Linked DNA regions of Sus scrofa: regions 1, 2, 3, 4 and 6 are each linked to region 5. The links are chromatin contacts, called in public Hi-C, HiChIP or PLAC-seq and promoter capture Hi-C maps. All regions are on one chromosome and are shown on one strand. Each heading gives the region's core, a stretch centred on a gene start, on an enhancer-like site or on the middle of the called end of the contact. The rest is flanking DNA. Distances are from core to core; before and after follow the strand shown.

Region 1 (2,700 bases), core at 147-2,646, 180 kb after region 5:
CTCATATGAACCCCCATATCTTTCCTGAGGCCCACGTGGATTCCCAACATCTCTCCTGTAGAAGTCGTGCTTGATAACCTCCTCAGGGTCCCATTCATCATTTCATTGGGTGCTCTCACAACTCTGTAAATCAGCTAATGCTTGTCTTATAGCAGGATAGAGAGCAGTGACCATACAAATGAACTAGAATCAGGACCAAAAGAAGCCTTGCCTTATGGCCCATGACTCTTCTGTCCTGATGGACACAGATTATGTTTCCTGATTAAAAGTCCACAGCTACTGAGGGTCCCTCCCTTTTCTTGCCTCTCTTGCACTAATTCTCATCTGCCTTTCTTTACTCCTATCCTCTTTCTATCCCAGCTGTGGGAGTGAGGCCCACTCCCAGCAGGCTGGAGACAGACAATGGGCCCTTATTCTGGGCAAAGAATCCCCACAGTGTCTCCCACCCACTGAGGCCCCATTCTAGGCCTAGGATGGTGTGGGTGGAGGGCACTGTGGAGGGCAGGAGCCACTCTGTCTGGCAAGACAGAGGGTGGCGCTGGCTGTAGATATCCGCAGGAGTTTACAATGTAAACATCACTCACAATAAAAGCCTGTCTTTCACTCCCAGCCCCATCTCTCCAAGTGCATCTCTCTCAATCCTCATTAGTTTTGGGTTTTAAACATTTATCCTGGTCTTTAATCACTTTCAGTGTTCATCTCTGCATATCACGATTTCCTTCTTTCTTCCTTCCTTTTTCTGATTCTAAGCCTCCCCTTTCTATTCCTCTGTGTACCTTGTCAAGCCCTATTTTTTACCTCTTTCTCACTTAGTTGTGCTCTCTCTCCTCTGTCATTCCTTGTCTTTTTTCTCTCCAAATCTTCATCTCTCCACGTCTCTCTTTGTGTTTCTATGTCTGTATGTTCATGGCTCTCCGCTCCTGTCTATTTTTTATCTTTTTTGGATCTGTGTGTCCTTGTTTATGTGTCATTTCTGTCTCTTTATGACTCATCTCTGATCTTCCATTCTCTATCCCCTTTCTGTCACCTTAGGGCTGTGGATCCGAAGGCCTTCATCAGTTACCACACTCTCCTGCTCTCAAAGCTCGCTTTCACTCTTCCTTTCTGCTATGTCCCAGCAGCTCCTGGGATCCGCATGGGAAGTTATTCTCCACAGTTTACAGATTTGAAAGCTGAGGTTCTGGTTGTTGGTACCAGACTTCCACTTCTGGGTCTCTTCCTTGACGTCCTCGCCTTGTTCTTTTCCCCTTTGTGCCTGCCGAACACCTGATCCAGCCCTGTCCAGGAACTTAGTGCCTCGGACAGCTCCTGGGAGGTGCAGGGGCAGCCAAGCCTCCTTTCTCGCGAGAACAGGGGAAGCAGCCCTAGAGGAAGCACGAGAATCTCGCGAGAGCGGCTGCTGCAGGCAGGGGCGGCGCGGGCGCGCGCGCGAGGAGCTTGCCTGAGGCTCGCGCGCGCACGCACCCCGCCCCAGCCCTGGAGCGGCTCGCGGCCGGCTCCGCGCCGCATCGCTGGGTTTAGCGCACACAGCGCGGCGGCCTTTCGGCAGCCAAGCGGCAGCGGCGGGTGAGTACCGGGCCTAAAGGCCCAGAGAAAGGCTTTGCAGGGAAGTTGGGCTCAGGGCGAGAGGGGAGTCACCCCATATCCAGCTTTGTACCTCTACACCTCACCTTTGGCTGCAGGGGGCAGGCGGAGCTGAAGAGGTGGAGAGTGGAAGTGACCTTCCCTGCTTGGGGCGGAGGAATAGCGCCCTGGCTGCCCCTTAACCTCCATCATCCCACTCCTGGTTCCCGCAGAGGGAACCCGAGTCTTGGATGACGTAAGACCCCTAGAATCTGGAGCCCGGGCCTTGGGCCCTCCATCCCACCCCCACCCCAGCCCCACCTGGCGTTCCCTGGAAACAGGCTCCCACCTCCTGGGGATGGCGCACTCAGCCTGGGATGGGGGCGCCCGGAGGGAGGGTGACTGTGACCTTCTTTGGGTCCTTCCTCACAAGAGGCGCCTGTAGGTCGACCCAGGTTGTACTTCCTACCCCTCAACCTTTGCCAACCCGAGACAGCGGACCTTTGGACCGCTAGTCTGAGCCGCCGCGGAATTTCATAGGGTGGGTGCATTGGCTTGAGCCAGGGGTCCAGCAGGGGTTTGGGATAGTGTGTTGGGGACGCTGGATGAAGCTTATTCTAACAGTGACAGGAGTCGGTCACGCGGCTGGGGGTGAGCTGTTTGGGAACCCATCCCTGTCTCTGCCTCTGGGAGTTTCAGATCCAGTGGTTGAGAAAACCAAATAGAGTGAGAATTCGCTATCTCAGGCGGTTCAAACCGGTAATGCCCCAACTGCGGGATGAGGTGTTTAGGGAGGGCAAGGCCGACTTTTCCCGTGGACGCCATGAACACAAGGAAAATGGGAGGCAAGAGCCAGGCTTCTTGGAGGAGGTGAGATTTGGATGAGAGGAAGGATAAGAGAGGGGATTTCTGGGGAACAGTCTGGGCAAAGGCATAGAGGTGGGAACTAAGCATAGCTTTGGGGAGCCTGGCCTGTGAGCCCAGCCACGTGATGGTGCCCATGGTGTGGGAGAGTATGGAGAATTTTGCAGTCTGTGCCCTACCTGTTCTGCTTCCAAGAGGCAAGCTTCTGAAAGAGGGAAATTGTTCTTGCAGGGGCATGACTGGCAGAGAGGTTTTGTTAGGGGCTGCACAGAT
Region 2 (2,700 bases), core at 74-2,573, 130 kb after region 5:
TTCTGAAGCGCTAGTTAAATAGTCAAAAGAACAACACTATTAGTTTTGAGTTTGAGTGCATGTTTAAATTTTATAACGTTAGCATATGCTACCGTCACGCACCAAGATCAAAGCGCAGTTACAAGAAATGGGCACAACACTGTGAGCCAACTATATTCCAATAAATTTTTTAAAGTGCATTTACAATAATTAAAAGTTCAGTGCTGGACACAAAGTCTCCTGGAACACATATTAAGCAGAAGGCAAAATAAGAGACAGAAATCAGCAGAACATCTCATACTCCAGCAACCAGACTTCTAGCCGGAAGCACAAATAAAAAATAAAACTTCTCCAAGTTTGTAGGACCCAGGACTCCTGGGTCTGTGGTACCCCGTTTTCCAAACAGTAATATTCTTATCCTAAGACCTATCAAGTCAGGCTCTCTTCCAGACCTCAGGAAACAACCACATACACTGATCTAATGTAAAGATGGAAGAATTAAAACATGGCACAACAGTGTCTAAAAATAAAAGAACGGCTGGAGAAAGTGACACACAAAACGGTAACGAGAAATGCCTGATGAAAAGACTACACTGTGTCCCAGTCACGGAAGTATAAAGTGTTCTCGGAAGAGGCTGCGGGCGGCGGTGCCAGGGTCCCCGGAGGGGCCACTCCCGCCTTCTACCCTGAGCTCAATGTCACCTTCGCGGAAGCGCTGCAGGCCGGCGGTAGCCACTCCCAGTCAGTGGCCGCAGGATCAACGCCAGGGCACGGTCATGGCCCGGGGACCGAAGAGGTCCAGTGGGCGCGGGAGGTGCACCCACAGCAGGTCCACGCTCGACCGGTCCGCGGTGCCCGCACCAGGAAGTCGCGCCAAGGGAGGACCCCGGGACGCGCCCTCGAGTCCTCCACAACTCGGCGGCGGCGGGAATGGCTAGCGGTCCTCAGGTTCGGCCGTCGGCCCGCAGGGCAGGGGCTAGGCCTCTGGGCGAGCCTGCCCTCGCATGGCGGCGGGGGCCCAGGTCACCACAAGGACACGCGGGCGCGGACAGTGGCAGGCGGGAGCCTTACCGGCGGCGGGGCCGGGGGTCGGAGTGGGGTGCAGAAGGCCTCGAGGGCTGGCCCGGGCGACTGCGGCTGCTGCTACGGAGCAGCGGCGAACAGCGGCGCCTAGCATGACGGCGATGGCGGCGCGCAGGTTAACGCTAAGGCAAAGCCGGGTGTGAGCTCAAGGGCCGCTTCGAAGCTCGTGGGGGCCGAACTCACGCACCGACGCAGGGCGGGCGGAGCGTGGAGGCCCTCCCACTGCGGCGCTCGCGCCTAGGCGGAAAGGGGCCACACGCGGCCGCAGGCGGCCTACGGCGGCGCGTTCAGGACAAACCATTTCGGCGCCGCGCCCCGCCCCGCCGCCCGGGTCTGGGCGTGGACCAGATCTGCTATTGTGGAGCTAGGATGGTAGGATGGCAGAGGACAGCAGTGGACAGGCTCGAGAGGCGACTCCAGCACCTCAAAATGGGAACGATAACAATAATAACGACAAATTATAATAAAAATATCTTTTTTGTTTACCACCTGGTGTGAGCCTACAATAAGAGAACAAGTGGGGGCAAAACAACTGCTTGTGTATAAGATCTTATTAGCAACTAATCTTTTTTTTTTTTTTTTGCTTTTTAGGGCCGCACCTGCAACATAATGGAAGTTTCCAGGCTAAGGGTGGAATTGGAGCTGTAGCCGCCAGCCTATGCTGCAGCCATAGCAACGCCAGATCCTAGCGGCGTCTGCAACCTACACCATGGCTCACCGCAACGCCGGATCCTTAACCCACTGAGTGAGGCCAGGGATGGAACCCTCAACCTCATGGTTACTAGTCGGATTATTTTCCCCTGCGCCATAACAGGGATCAACAGCAATATTCCTGTATAACAAATCCGCAAGCATTAGGAAATGAGTGGAGGAGCTCCCGCTGGGGCGCCACAGGCGGGATTGGCCGTGTCTTGGGAGCTCTGAGACCAGGGTTCCATCCCCTGCCACGCATAGTGGGTTAAGGACCCGGTGTTGCCGCAGCTACGACTTGAGTGGCGATTACCTTGGAATCTGTTCCCTGGCCCAGGATCTCCATATGCCACGGGGCGGCCAAAAATTGGAAAAAAAATATGAGTGCAATCACTTTACAGAGAAGGAAACAGCCTCAGAAATTAGATTTCTTGCAGGCAATTGACTCTCTTTTCACCAAATCCCCAGTTCCAGGACTCACCTGGATGTTTCTGGGGAAACCACCACTTCCAGTCCCTACAGGAAGGGGTCGATTAAATCCCAAGACTCTTAATATCAAATCTGGCCTCAGTAACTGCATTCTGATTTTGAGCTCCTGGGCAGTGGGCCTGCTTGCCCCAGGCCTGAATTATCTCGCAGCCACCAAGAGTTAAGTAGTAAAGATTCTTGACTTGTAATCACTCATTCTCTATCCCTGGACCCACTGAAGAAAGAAAAGATGGATATTCAGCTCCTCTTCCTCACTCCAGGCTCTGTCTCCAGAAAATCAGTGTTGATCTCTTTTTCTTCCCTAGCAGTGTGGCCTTAGGAGGTATGAATCTGGCTGGGAAACGGATAAAAAAGCTTTTCTCAAAGCACCTGTCCTCTGAGAGTTCCCTTGCAGCATAGTGGGTTAAGGAGCTGGATGTTATCACTGCAGTGGTTTGAGTCACTGCTATGGTGAGGGTT
Region 3 (2,700 bases), core at 97-2,596, 150 kb after region 5:
TGACCCATTACCGCGCCGTGGGAGTGACTGCAGGAGGCGAACCTTTGAGCCCCACCGTACGAATGACCAACGCCCTTCTCGGATCTATTGCTCGCCCTCTGGGATCAGGGGCCCTCGAGGTCGCGTTCTGCTCCAAACCTGTACTTCCACCCCGCCCCAGCTCCCAGAGGCCCCTCTAGGAACAGCCCTAGGAGTCGGAGACACAGTAGTCTGAAGAAGACACAACAGTCTGCAGCGCGTGGCAGGGCGCAGGGAACCTCAGGCCCTGTAAGACTAGGGCAGTTGTGGGACTTAAAGAGCATCAGTTTCGTTAGGCCTGAGAAAAAGTCCCAAAATGGCTGGAATCTATGTTCGAACGGGCTGATAAGCGCAGAAGCGAGCTCTCCACCCACGGGAGTATGCGAGCCAAGGCTGAACGTTCACTTTGAAGGGATCACGCAGGGGTCTACGATTCGGAGGCAGGGGCCAGGAGTTTACGTCGGGTGAGGATAAGACCGTTCTGCGTTTGCCTTTGCTCTGAGCTGGCGCTAGAAAGCGCCGCCCCGCGGTCCCCCTCCACTGGCGCCAGCTGTAGAAGACTCGATTCACTTCGTTCCGCAGTCAGTGAAGGGAGACCGGGGAAAAAGGCCCGCGCCCCCTCCCGCCGCTCCCCTCCTTTTCCCAGCTCCCTCTGCAGCACTTAAAATGTAAATGTACATCGTGATTAGCCGCCGGGTCGCTAATTACCGCTGAAGCCATTCATTACTCTGACAGCGTGCGTTGCAGCCCGCCGGCTGTGCGCTCCTGTGGGGCCGCGGAGTGGCAGGACCGGGTGCGGAGCGAAGAGGGGGAGGAGATCGCGGGCAGGGGAGCGGAAAGATTCGAGTGGGGGGGCAGCGAATGAGTGGAGCGACGCTGGCAGGCCAGAAGCTAGGGCGGGAGAGGGGACAAAATGCTGGACGGTGACGTGCGGGGGCCGGGAGAGGCGAGGTTTGCCCAGGGCTGTTAGGAAAGAAGGCGAAGGAGCCGTAGCAAGGATAGCAGAGAAAGGGGGCGCTATGAGCGAGAAAACCGAGACGAGGAGCGAGGCGACGGCAGGATACTCTGGGGTCGGCTGGGAAGGGAGTAGAGGGCTCAGCTCTGGGAAGGTGGATAAATAAATTTGAGCATCTGTGGTGCACACTCTGCGACAGTTAGAAACATGGAAAAACAGTCAAGACTTTCTGTTGAATGAACTGGGTACCAGCTATCCACACAGTAGGACAAGTATTTTTTAAGCTAGGGAGTGAGGAATCTATTTCTGTGTGCACGTTTATAGATGTAAATGTATTTTTAAAATAACTGCAAGAAAACAGCACACTTCATCTGTTACCTCTGAAGCTGCATTTTGTTGGCCTCTCTAAGGAAAGAACTACTAAGTATGAATATAAAATTAAGCCCAGAGTTTTGAAATAGCCTTTGTTAAGTGAGGTCCTGACCTTGCGCCTGAGGTTCATTAACTTCTTTTCACCTCTGTGATTTGGGCATTTTTTTTTTTTTTTCTATTTTGGCCTCCCCTCGGCATATGGAGTTCCCTGGGACCAGGGATCAGGTCCTAGTGGCAATTGCGACCTTCTCCAGTGCTGCAGCAACAACGCTGGATCCTTTTATCCATTGCGTGGGGGGGAGGGGCAGGGCAGAAATCGAACCCGCAACCTGGTGCTTTGTGCCAGACCCTGTACTATGCGCTCACCTGTACTAACTCATTTCATACAACAATGAAACCACTACCCATTTCGTAAGTCAGGTAGAGCCAGATCCAGAGTCTGTCTGGCTCCAGAGTCTGTTCTGTTCTTTTTTTTTTCTTTTTTTCCCTCCCCCTCAACCTCCCTCTCTGGCAACCACCAATCTCTTCTCTGTATCTACAAGTTAAGTTCTGTTGTTGTTTTTAGATTCCACATATAAGTGAGATCATACATTATTTATCTTTATTTCACTTAACATCATGTATGTATACATACATAACACACAATAGAATATTATACATACACACACACCACATCTTCTTTATTCTTTTATATGTCAATGGACACTTAGGTTGCTGTCATGTTTTAGCTATTATAAATAATTCTGCAGTGAACATAGGGAGGCATATGTCTTTTAGAATTAATGCTTTCATTTTCTTTAGAAAATACCCAGGGTATGGGAGTTCCCGTCGCAGTGCAGCGGTTAACGAATCCGACCAGGACCCATGAGGTTGCGGGTTCGATCCCTGGCCTTGCTCAGTGGGTTAAGGATCCAGCGTTGCCGTGAGCTGTGGTGTAGGTCGCAGACATGGCTCGGATCCCTCGTTGCTATGGCTCTGGCATAGGCCGGTGGCTACAGCTCCGATTAGACCCCTAGCCTGGGAACCTCCATATGCCGTGGGAGCGGCTCAAGAAAAAGGCAAAAAGACAAAAAAAAAAAAAAAAAAAAAAGAAAGAAAGAAAATACCCAGGGTAGAATTGCTGGATCATACGGTAATTCTATTTTTAATTTTTTTTCTTCTGTCATTTTAGGGCTGCGCCCACAGCATATGGAAGTTCCCAGGCTAGGGGTTGAATTGGAGCTACAGCTGCCGGCCTACACCACAGCCACAGCAACGCAGGATCTGAGCTGCATCTGCAACCCATACCACAGCTCACGGCAATGCTGAATCCTTAACCCACTGATTGAGGTCAGGGATCGAACCCACAATCTCCT
Region 4 (2,700 bases), core at 5-2,504, 240 kb before region 5:
GACAAGGAGCTGGGTGAACAAATTAGCAGATGGTCTCCTCTCTACAGAGGAGTGTCTTAAGAAGTAAGCATCAGATAACATATTACTATAAATAAAATAGATAACCAACAACGGCCTACTGTATAGCACAGGGAACCATACAAACTCTTTCATAAAAACCTATAAAGGAAAAGAATCTGAAAAAGAAAACATACATATACACGTAACTGAATTACTGTGCTGTACATCTGAAACTAATACAACATTGTAAATTAACTGTACTTCAATTAAAAAATAATAAAATGAAAAAATTAAGTCTAGGCGTTCCCCAGTTGATCAGCAGGTTAAGGATCCTGTGTTGTCACTGCTATGGCTCAAGTCACTGCCATGGCACAGGTTTGATATCTTGCCCAGGGAACTTCCAAACTCTGCGAATGCAACCAAAAAAATTTTAAAAAAAAACCACTTTTTTTCTTTTTAGTGCAGCACTTGCAGCGTATGGAGGAAGTTCCCAGGCTAGGGGTGGAATCAGAGCTGCAGCTGCTGGCCTACACCACAGCTCATGACAACGTGGGATCCTCAACCCACTGAGAGAGGCCAGGGATTGCACAGGCATCCTCATGGATACTAGTTGGGTTCTTAACCTGCTAAGCCACAACAGGGAACTCCAAAAAAATTTTTTTTAAATCTAATTTGTATGATTCACAAAAAGACTAAGCTTCAGAGAAACAAGGGTTTTTACAAAAGGTGGCAGCATTTGTCCCCCACTTTTGGAACCCAGGAAATGAAAATACTAACCCATGTGAGAGGATGCAGCATCCTTACGGGACAGCCAGGTCTCAGTCCAGAGAAGTTCGGAGAAAAGCAGATCCGGAAGCGGGAATCTCAGAAGACCAGTTTGAAAGTGGGAGATTGGGGAAGGGACTAAAGCAGAAGAACATCCTGACAGTCCTTGTCCTTTATTTACCCTACCTACCGCCCGCACTACATCACCCTCCACAACCAGAAAACGCGCAAAAAAGACTAGGCACCCCAGCTGATTTCAACTCCCCGCGAAAGTGCTGACGCCGGAACTCCTGCTTGTCTCCGCTTTCCCATTGGCAGAAGCTTCCGCCAGCTTCAACTCGCTTCCGCCCACGATTCAGTAGGGCGGGGCTGTTCCTAGAAGTCACTTCCGCCCGACCCGCCCATTGTTCCCTTTTTGGCCGCTTCCGGCCTCAGGTCCCGCCCCATCCCTGTGGCCTCGCCCCTTCCCGGCCCGGCAGTCCGGCCCAGCGGTCCCGCTTCCGGTGCGGGCCCCGCCCCGGCTGTGGCCGCCGGCTGCGGAGAAGTACGAAACCCAGCTGCCGAGCCGGGGCCTGAGTGGCCATCTCCTCCAACGACGGCTGACCCGGAGCGCCTGACACAGGTAAGCCGCTCCGGGCTCGGCTCCTTCAGCCTCGGCGGGAGCGGGGGTTGTGGCAGGTGGAGGAGACAGAGGGGTAGGAGGAAAGGCAGGTGTGTAGAGGGAAAACGTGAAGGCGCGGGCAGGCGGAGCGCGGGGGCCGCGGAGGAAAAGTGAGAACGCTGGGAGGAGCCTGGAGGCGCCCTCGCCCATTAGGGTGATTTGAGATAAAGGGATGGGATGAGTAAGGGGCCCCCGGGAACTGAGAGGGTAAGAATAGGTGGGGTTGGAGCGATCTAAGCATAGCCGGCGGATTGGCTGGGAGGTCTTGGTAGAGGTAAAAGTGATAGGGTTGGGTTGGGGGGCTATGAAGAATGGCTGGGATGGGGGGAGGTGTGGGGCTTAAAGGGAGCTGAGGCCAGAGGGATCTGGCAGCAAAGGTAAAAAGAATGGTGGGCAAGGCTGGGTTCAGAGCTGTAAGCAGTCCGTTGCGCCGGACCTGGAGGTCCGGGAACTTTAGGGGAAATGGGAGAGGGGGACGTCTGAAGGGATAGAGTGGTTTATATTTCTGAGACATAACTTTTCTAAAAGTAGGCAGGTAGTATTGTTGTTTGAATCAACTAGCTACTTAGGGACAAGGGGAAGATGGGCTCTTTGGGGGAGGGTGTGTGTATCGAATTGTAGAACTGAGTCATCTCAGTCTTACTAAAGAGGCTGTGAGACACCTCCCCCTCTGCTGGGGACAGCATGCAGGGAAGATGGTGCCATAAGATGAGAAGCAGTTGTTCAATGACGGCAGGACTTGGTTGAAAAATTACCCCACTTGTGATTGATTGCCTAATGTTACTAGGAGAATTAAAATGACCACTGAATTCTTTGTTTTATTCGTTTGTTTACTTTTCTTTGATGCAAGTTATTTTTATTTTAAATGAACATTTTTGGCAGCTGGGTTTATTTAATGCGGGTGTAAATCTTTTCATGCTTTGTTACACTATAAAAAGGGCTATAGCAGAACGAAGTATTGCTTCAGGCATAACTCACACTTTCTAAAGTGCCAGGAGAGGAAGTAAAGACAGAAGCAAATTGGAATTTGAATCTCTCACAGATTGCAAAAGGCAAAAGCGGTGCTCCTAAGATAAGCAGAAAGTGAGAATTTTAAAATTTCTACTTTGCCTAACTTTAAAAGTTGTGCCTTTTTTTTTCTAGCCCATTTAAAAAAATCATAAATCCAAGCAGTTTTTATTGCTTAGGGGTGTGATTACTTCCTCATGAATTTTTGAAGATGCTAATACGTTTAGCTGCTTTTTAAAAATCTTTCTACCCAATCCTAATACAGT
Region 5 (2,700 bases), core at 60-2,559:
CTGGAGTCTCTGGTCTTTCCACCATCACTGCCCTGCCCCCAAAACTGTATGCTCCCCCCCCCCCCCACATGCACATCAGCTCCTGTAGCTCAGAGCAGATGACATCCTGTTAACTGTAATATATAATAACAGGCAATACTTGGCTAAGGACTGACCATGTGCCTGCCACTGCATGCTAAGCTCTTTAAATGTATTAACTCATTTCCTCCCCACAAAACCTTAAGAAGTTGGTGCTGTTACTTTCCCTGTTTGGTAAACTAGAGCCCAGAGAGGTTAAGTAACTTTCCCAAGGTCACATAGCTACTGACAACTTCCTCATTGCTGCCAGGCTTTTCGAAAACAAAGTCCAAGAAAAGTCCCATCAGTCTTTTTGGATCTCTTTTGTCTCCGCGGCTGTCGGGGACGCCATCTCCCAGGACTCTCCTGGACCCACACTGCAAACTGCAGCCATACTGAGCTATTTACAGTTCCCAGAGCCACCAAATGGCTCTCACCTCTCCCTACCTTTGTCCATGCTGTTCCTTCTGCCTGGGGTCCCAGCTTTATGAAGATTGCCCATTACCCTTCCCTCTTTTCTGCTTCTTGTGGACCTGTACACACTTCTTCACTTTTATCAATTATTTCTTAGCGCTTGTCTGCTGGCCTGCCAGTTCTGGGAACTCCTTGGCAGTAATGAAGCGGTCTTCATTACAGGGCCTGTCGCAACATCAGCGCCAGGAAACACCTATGAATGAATGAATGCTGCTGCGAGCGAGACCCATTCTCCACAAAAAGATACGAGAAGAAGGAGGTCGCTTCTGCATAGGGAGAGCTGTTCCCCAGGGAAGTTTTGGCGTTTGCTCCAAGGCGGACTGTTCGGCCCTCAGTGAGGGACCTTCTGAAGCCTTCGACGCGGGCGGGCAGGTGGGGGCAGGGCTTGGGCGCGGACACACCCCCCGCAGTGCCCCGGGATCCCGACAGAGGGCGCTGTCCTCCCGCCAGCCCACGCCCCGCCGTGCTCCCGGCTGGCTCCCTCGCGCAGGCGCGCTGCCGCGGGCGGAGGATCCGGGGCCGCGCTTCCTCTCGCCAGGCCTGCGAGCTTCCTCCCAGCGGAGCCCAGGGCGAGCCGAGCTTGGCCGCCGCCGCTGAGACCGCCGCCGCCCTCTCGCTCCCGCCCCACCCCGCACCCTGTCCGGAGGTCCTGCCGGGGTGGGGTCCGAGCTGGGCCATCGCCCGGCAGCGCCGCCGTCGGGGCTATCCCCCGGCCAGCCGTCCCTCCCGCTCCAGGCAGCCTCTGGCCGCAGGAGTCTCCGGGGCGTGGAACGTGGAGAGACCCTGCGGCCCCCGAGCCAGCGTCCGGGGCAGCCCGGGGCAGCCGGCGCGACGTCCCCAGATCGAGCCTTGGTGTCGGCGTTTGGAAGCGGAACTCTGCCGGGGCCTCACCGGCTACATTGTTTCCTCCCCCTGAGTCCCTCCCGCCCCCCTTCCCCCGCCTTTCTTCCCTCCCCGACCCGGGCCGCGCAGCCATCCCCCTGCCTCTGTCTGGCCGTCCTTCCTCCCCCTCCTTTCGCACCCAGACCTCTTTGTACCGCACCCCCCGGGGACCCCTGCGCCCCTCCCTTCTCGGCTGGCCGCATGGACCGTCCCGCAGGCCGCTGATGCTGCCCGCAGCGAGGTGGCCCGGACCGCAGTGCCCCGAAAAAGGTGAGTGTCTGGCAGGCCCTGAAGGAGGTGGGCGTCCGAGTGCTTCCCAAGGGGAAGACGGGTGGAGGTTGTACGTCCCGCTTCTGTTGCTTCTGTTGCAGCTGCCGTGGCGTCCACACCCATCCCCCACTCCCTTACCCCCTCCTTCCCGGGTTCGAAATCTCCCGGGAGTCACTGTCAGCCCGTCTGGGAGGGGGGCTCACGAGGGAGGTACTGCCCTCCCAGCCCCTCAGACTTGTCTCAGGCCACCCGGAGTCTGTCCTTTCCCCGTATTGGGGCTGGCTGGAGCGGAGGGGAAGGGGTCAGCGTGGACCAGAGCCCAGGAGAATGGGCTGTTTGCCATTCCCTGCCCAGGGCCTCCCTGCAGGCCTGCAGGTTTTTTGGCCTGCCTGGTTCTGACCCCTCCTTCATTCCCTCTGCGGAGGCCCAGGGTCCAGCCGCCTCCCTTGAGCCTGCCAGAGGTTGAGCTTATCATCTTCGGACTTTTAGAAGACCAGGCCTAAGCCCAGGGACATCTGACCCTTGGGTGGGAAACTAGGCAGGGCCTCTGGCCTCGGTGGAGGTGACACTGGGCATTAGGAGGTGGGTCCCCACCTCCTAGCGTCCTGGTCAGCCCTTTCTGTTCTCCCAGGCTCGTTGGAGGCCAGGCCAGTTGTCAGGAAGGGGTGTGTCCAGCTACCAGATCCTTGGAGCTTAACTAAGGGTTCACCTCCCCTCCCATTTTGTAGGCTGGGGGGCTGAGGCTCAAAGGGGGAAGTTGCTATCCCAGGCCTTTGGCAGAGTTAGGCTGTCTGTCCCTCCGTCATCCATCCCCTCCCACCACCACCCCACAACACCTGGACTGCTATGGGTACAGGGAAACCAGGCATAAGCCTTTACCCACTGGGGCCATAAGCCCCCAGCCTGGCCCATGGGACCTTGTGGGGTGAGCACGTGCTCCCCTGCAGAGGGCTAGAGAGGAGGGAGAGGGCTTCCGGTGACGGTTCTGCCTGGGTCTGGGCTCAGACCGAATCAGCA
Region 6 (2,700 bases), core at 96-2,595, 130 kb before region 5:
GCTCTGCCAAAGAGCCCCATCTGGCCTCACTGGCTGACCAAGAAACACGGATTTCAACCAGCAGGTCATTATGGGCCAGCATGTAACTAGTCTTGTCTGGCTGGACCACACGCCTTTTTAGATCCTGTATCCTCATTTACACTGGATTGAAAACTCCTCAAAGTAGGGAATTGTACTTCCTCAGCCCCCACCTCAGTTACACTGTCTTAGCTGTATTTATCTATCAACAGAGGCAATTTCTTATCAGGTACGCAAATGTATGAATGATGCAAACCTACTGCTATTTCTGGTGTGGCTTAACTCTAAGGCAGATGTTTTCAGAAAGTTCATCATCATCCTATTGGCTTCAAAGTCCTGTACAGAAAAACTTCTTTTCCTCACTGATCACTTCAGGAGAAATGTCTTGCGGTTCTATCTGGTGTCTAATGCTGCTATATTATATAGATTCTTAAAACCACACACAATTAGGCTGCGGCTGTACATTTTAACAACAGGTATACAAGCACAATGACTGAACTTAAAGCACCCCGGTCTGTATCTTCTCAAGAGAAGGCAAAATAACAATCATGTAATAACAAAATAAAAACCATCTACATGTCAGAATTAACACTATCCTGTTGGTCAACTGATCCCCTCCACCTGAGTCCTACCCCCGCTTGGGGCAGAAACAGCAAAAAGTGCCATCACAAGCTTTGCCTCTCCTTCACCCTTTCAGAAATGTCAGTCACTGATGTCCCAGGTGCCGATGCTGGCAGCTGTAGTCTGACCTTGCATGTCAAAAGCTGATTAAAACAGCCATTTTTTATGGCCTGCTCCAGACATGCACATATTATCAGAACTAATTAGGAACCACTGATAGCATTGTGAAAAAGCTGAATGAATTCTCAAGAGTCCCAGCTACTAACAACCCTAAACCTGTTAGACAAGTCACGCACCTGCCTACTTCAAAGACTGTCTTCACCTGCAGAGTCACGCAAGGGAGAGCTTCCCCTTGGGTCTGGGCATTGCTTCCCCTACTTACTCCTTTTCTGCTGAATTTGAAACAGGTCAGGGCTGTGAGTCTTGGGCCTGCCGCCCCACAAATCAAACTTTCTTTCTGGGCCTAGGTCTTGTGCCGTGTGTACAGGCACCCACTCTCTAGTTCTAAGGGCTCCGTGGGGGCAGGCTGAGCATTTCCTGCTACTTTTCTCCTCACAGTCCTTAAGGGTATAAAACTCAAGGTACAGACCCCGCTCTGGCTGGCTAGTGCTGCAGCTGGAAACAGCGTCTGCTATATTGCACTGATTTGGGCTGGGGGGAGGGGCCTCTGTGATGAATTGGCATGTTTTGCAGCTTAGGGAAAGACAAGGCCAGAAATGCTTTCTGTTCAGTCTGCCAGTTGCAGGGTCTAGGACTCCACTGCACTCTGTTTCTCTGAAAGGAACATGCAAGCACCACAAAATGTTCCTTTTCAACAACAGTTACACACAAAGCCAACCAGTCAGACGGGCTTATCAGAAAGAGGCAGAGGGAATAAAATAAACTCCAAAGGAAGGGAACCAAGAACATAGCGTGTAAAGTGCAAACAATAACATCGCCAAAGCCTGAACATGGGCCAAGCCTAATTATGTTTGGGTTGGAAGGTGGATCTTTATTGTTTGGGAACCAAGGCAGTAAAATCAGTTGTTAGGGCTTCTCTTAATATTAATATGTATTTTACAGCTGTTGGTGAAACAGGAGAGAGAGATAATTATAGCCCGTTCGTGACAAGCAGAACACTTCTTAGGATCTGATTAACCTCAGGGTATCAAGAAAAACGGCTTAAGCACACCCAGCACAGGCCAGGACAATCATTCCACAGCTTGAGGCAGGGCCATAGAGCCTGTGGCCCAGCACTACAGACTGTCCCTCCCACGTGTCTTGGCCACTCCTGCATTGATTCTTCTATCTGACTATTTCAGGCCTTTCTCTCCCCAGTGGACACCTGTGCACGTTCTCACATCCTCCCTTGCACCTCCCCACACTCAAGACACCCTCCAGAGCTGCATCTAAGCCTTCCCCAGTAACCTCAAAATCCCTCCCCTGTCCTGCAAACCTCCCGGCCTTTGCGTTGTCTAACAAGACTCCCACAACAAAATGGCATCGCAAATCCAAACTCAATCCTCATAGTGACATGGCCTTTTAATTGGAAAGGCTGTGTGTGTCCTATGTCTTAGCAATGAGGAGCACAACTCAGTAAAGGGCACAGGTATTCCTCTAGGATCGTGAATTCCTCATATTGGTTCTTTGGGGGGGGGTATAAAACCACTGGTAAATTCATATCTTCAGACCCACAATGTACATACAGCCCTTATAGACTTAAATTAAATCTACCACAAAACTCAATTTGGTGTCAGGAATATCTCTGAAACAAGAATTGGTTACAAGAAACCTAACTACTCTTAAAACTCTATTAGGGTCCATAAGGCCTCCCATGATCTGGCCCCTGTACACTATTTAGCCTCTTTGCCTTGGACCTCAATCCCCACATGCTCCAGGAATCTTGGCTGCCTTCTGTTTCCAAGTACTCTGGGGGTCTTCTGGCCTCAGAAAGCATGGCCCCTCAAAAGCCTTCCCTCCTCAGGCACTCTTCTCTCTTCCAACGCTCCCCCACCCCACACAGGGCTAGTTCCTCATTCTTTAGGCTCAATTTAAACATCCCTCAGACTCAGCATGCTGCTT

Evidence for each region. Promoter capture Hi-C pulls out the DNA fragments that hold promoters and counts their contacts. Hi-C and Micro-C count contacts between places; a contact is called where the count stands out from the background. HiChIP or PLAC-seq counts read pairs in DNA pulled down with a chosen protein or histone mark.
Region 1: a contact with region 5 is called in an H3K27ac HiChIP or PLAC-seq map of skeletal muscle, with 4 times the contacts expected there. The contact joins the promoter of SCAMP5 here to the promoter of CSK in region 5. A contact is called at or near these places in 2 of 5 promoter capture datasets (fetal liver and liver), 2 of 47 Hi-C or Micro-C datasets (embryonic fibroblasts and retroperitoneal adipose tissue) and 2 of 2 datasets of contacts at active chromatin or transcription factors (alveolar macrophages and skeletal muscle).
Region 2: a Hi-C map of skeletal muscle shows a contact between it and region 5, with 4 times the contacts expected there. The contact joins the promoter of LOC100156967 here to the promoter of CSK in region 5. A contact is called at or near these places in 2 of 5 promoter capture datasets (fetal liver and liver), 7 of 47 Hi-C or Micro-C datasets (alveolar macrophages, blood, fetal heart ventricle and 3 more) and 2 of 2 datasets of contacts at active chromatin or transcription factors (alveolar macrophages and skeletal muscle).
Region 3: a contact with region 5 is called in a Hi-C map of skeletal muscle, with 3 times the contacts expected there. The contact joins the promoter of RPP25 here to the promoter of CSK in region 5. A contact is called at or near these places in 3 of 5 promoter capture datasets (fetal skeletal muscle, liver and skeletal muscle), 5 of 47 Hi-C or Micro-C datasets (blood, heart right ventricle, skeletal muscle and 2 more) and 2 of 2 datasets of contacts at active chromatin or transcription factors (alveolar macrophages and skeletal muscle).
Region 4: a contact with region 5 is called in an H3K27ac HiChIP or PLAC-seq map of alveolar macrophages. The contact joins the promoter of ARID3B here to the promoter of CSK in region 5. A contact is called at or near these places in 1 of 5 promoter capture datasets (liver), 2 of 47 Hi-C or Micro-C datasets (embryonic fibroblasts and liver) and 2 of 2 datasets of contacts at active chromatin or transcription factors (alveolar macrophages and skeletal muscle).
Region 6: a contact with region 5 is called in a promoter capture Hi-C map of fetal liver, with 5 times the contacts expected there. The contact joins the enhancer-like site here to the promoter of CSK in region 5. A contact is called at or near these places in 3 of 5 promoter capture datasets (fetal liver, fetal skeletal muscle and liver), 28 of 47 Hi-C or Micro-C datasets (adipose tissue, alveolar macrophages, blood and 17 more) and 2 of 2 datasets of contacts at active chromatin or transcription factors (alveolar macrophages and skeletal muscle).

What each region holds. Positions count from the first base shown.
Region 1 is chr7:58,576,590-58,579,289 of Sscrofa11.1, reverse strand. SCAMP5 (secretory carrier-associated membrane protein 5) reads left to right here and starts at 1,396. Exons shown (of 7, transcript XM_001924572.4): 1 at 1,396-1,566.
Region 2 is chr7:58,621,592-58,624,291 of Sscrofa11.1, reverse strand. LOC100156967 (cytochrome c oxidase subunit 5A, mitochondrial) reads right to left here and starts at 1,323. Exons shown (of 5, transcript XM_005666147.2): 1 at 1,051-1,323. The coding sequence starts at 1,156.
Region 3 is chr7:58,604,496-58,607,195 of Sscrofa11.1, reverse strand. It overlaps RPP25 (ribonuclease P protein subunit p25), which reads right to left and starts at 1,346. Exons shown (of 1, transcript XM_001927117.5): 1 at 1-1,346.
Region 4 is chr7:58,997,261-58,999,960 of Sscrofa11.1, reverse strand. It overlaps ARID3B (AT-rich interactive domain-containing protein 3B), which reads left to right and starts at 1,254. Exons shown (of 11, transcript XM_021099056.1): 1 at 1,254-1,387.
Region 5 is chr7:58,753,643-58,756,342 of Sscrofa11.1, reverse strand. It overlaps CSK (c-src tyrosine kinase), which reads left to right and starts at 1,309. Exons shown (of 13, transcript NM_001190173.1): 1 at 1,309-1,683.
Region 6 is chr7:58,883,041-58,885,740 of Sscrofa11.1, reverse strand. The region is part of intron 4 of EDC3 (enhancer of mRNA-decapping protein 3); the gene reads right to left. Among named protein-coding and RNA genes, the nearest start is that of CLK3, 25 kb to the left of the region's middle. Within about 2 kb of position 1,345, at least 21 of the 83 cell types and tissues checked have an H3K27ac peak or open chromatin away from gene starts, as enhancers often do. A contact at or near this core is called in adipose tissue, fetal liver, fetal skeletal muscle and 1 more, where this site is marked.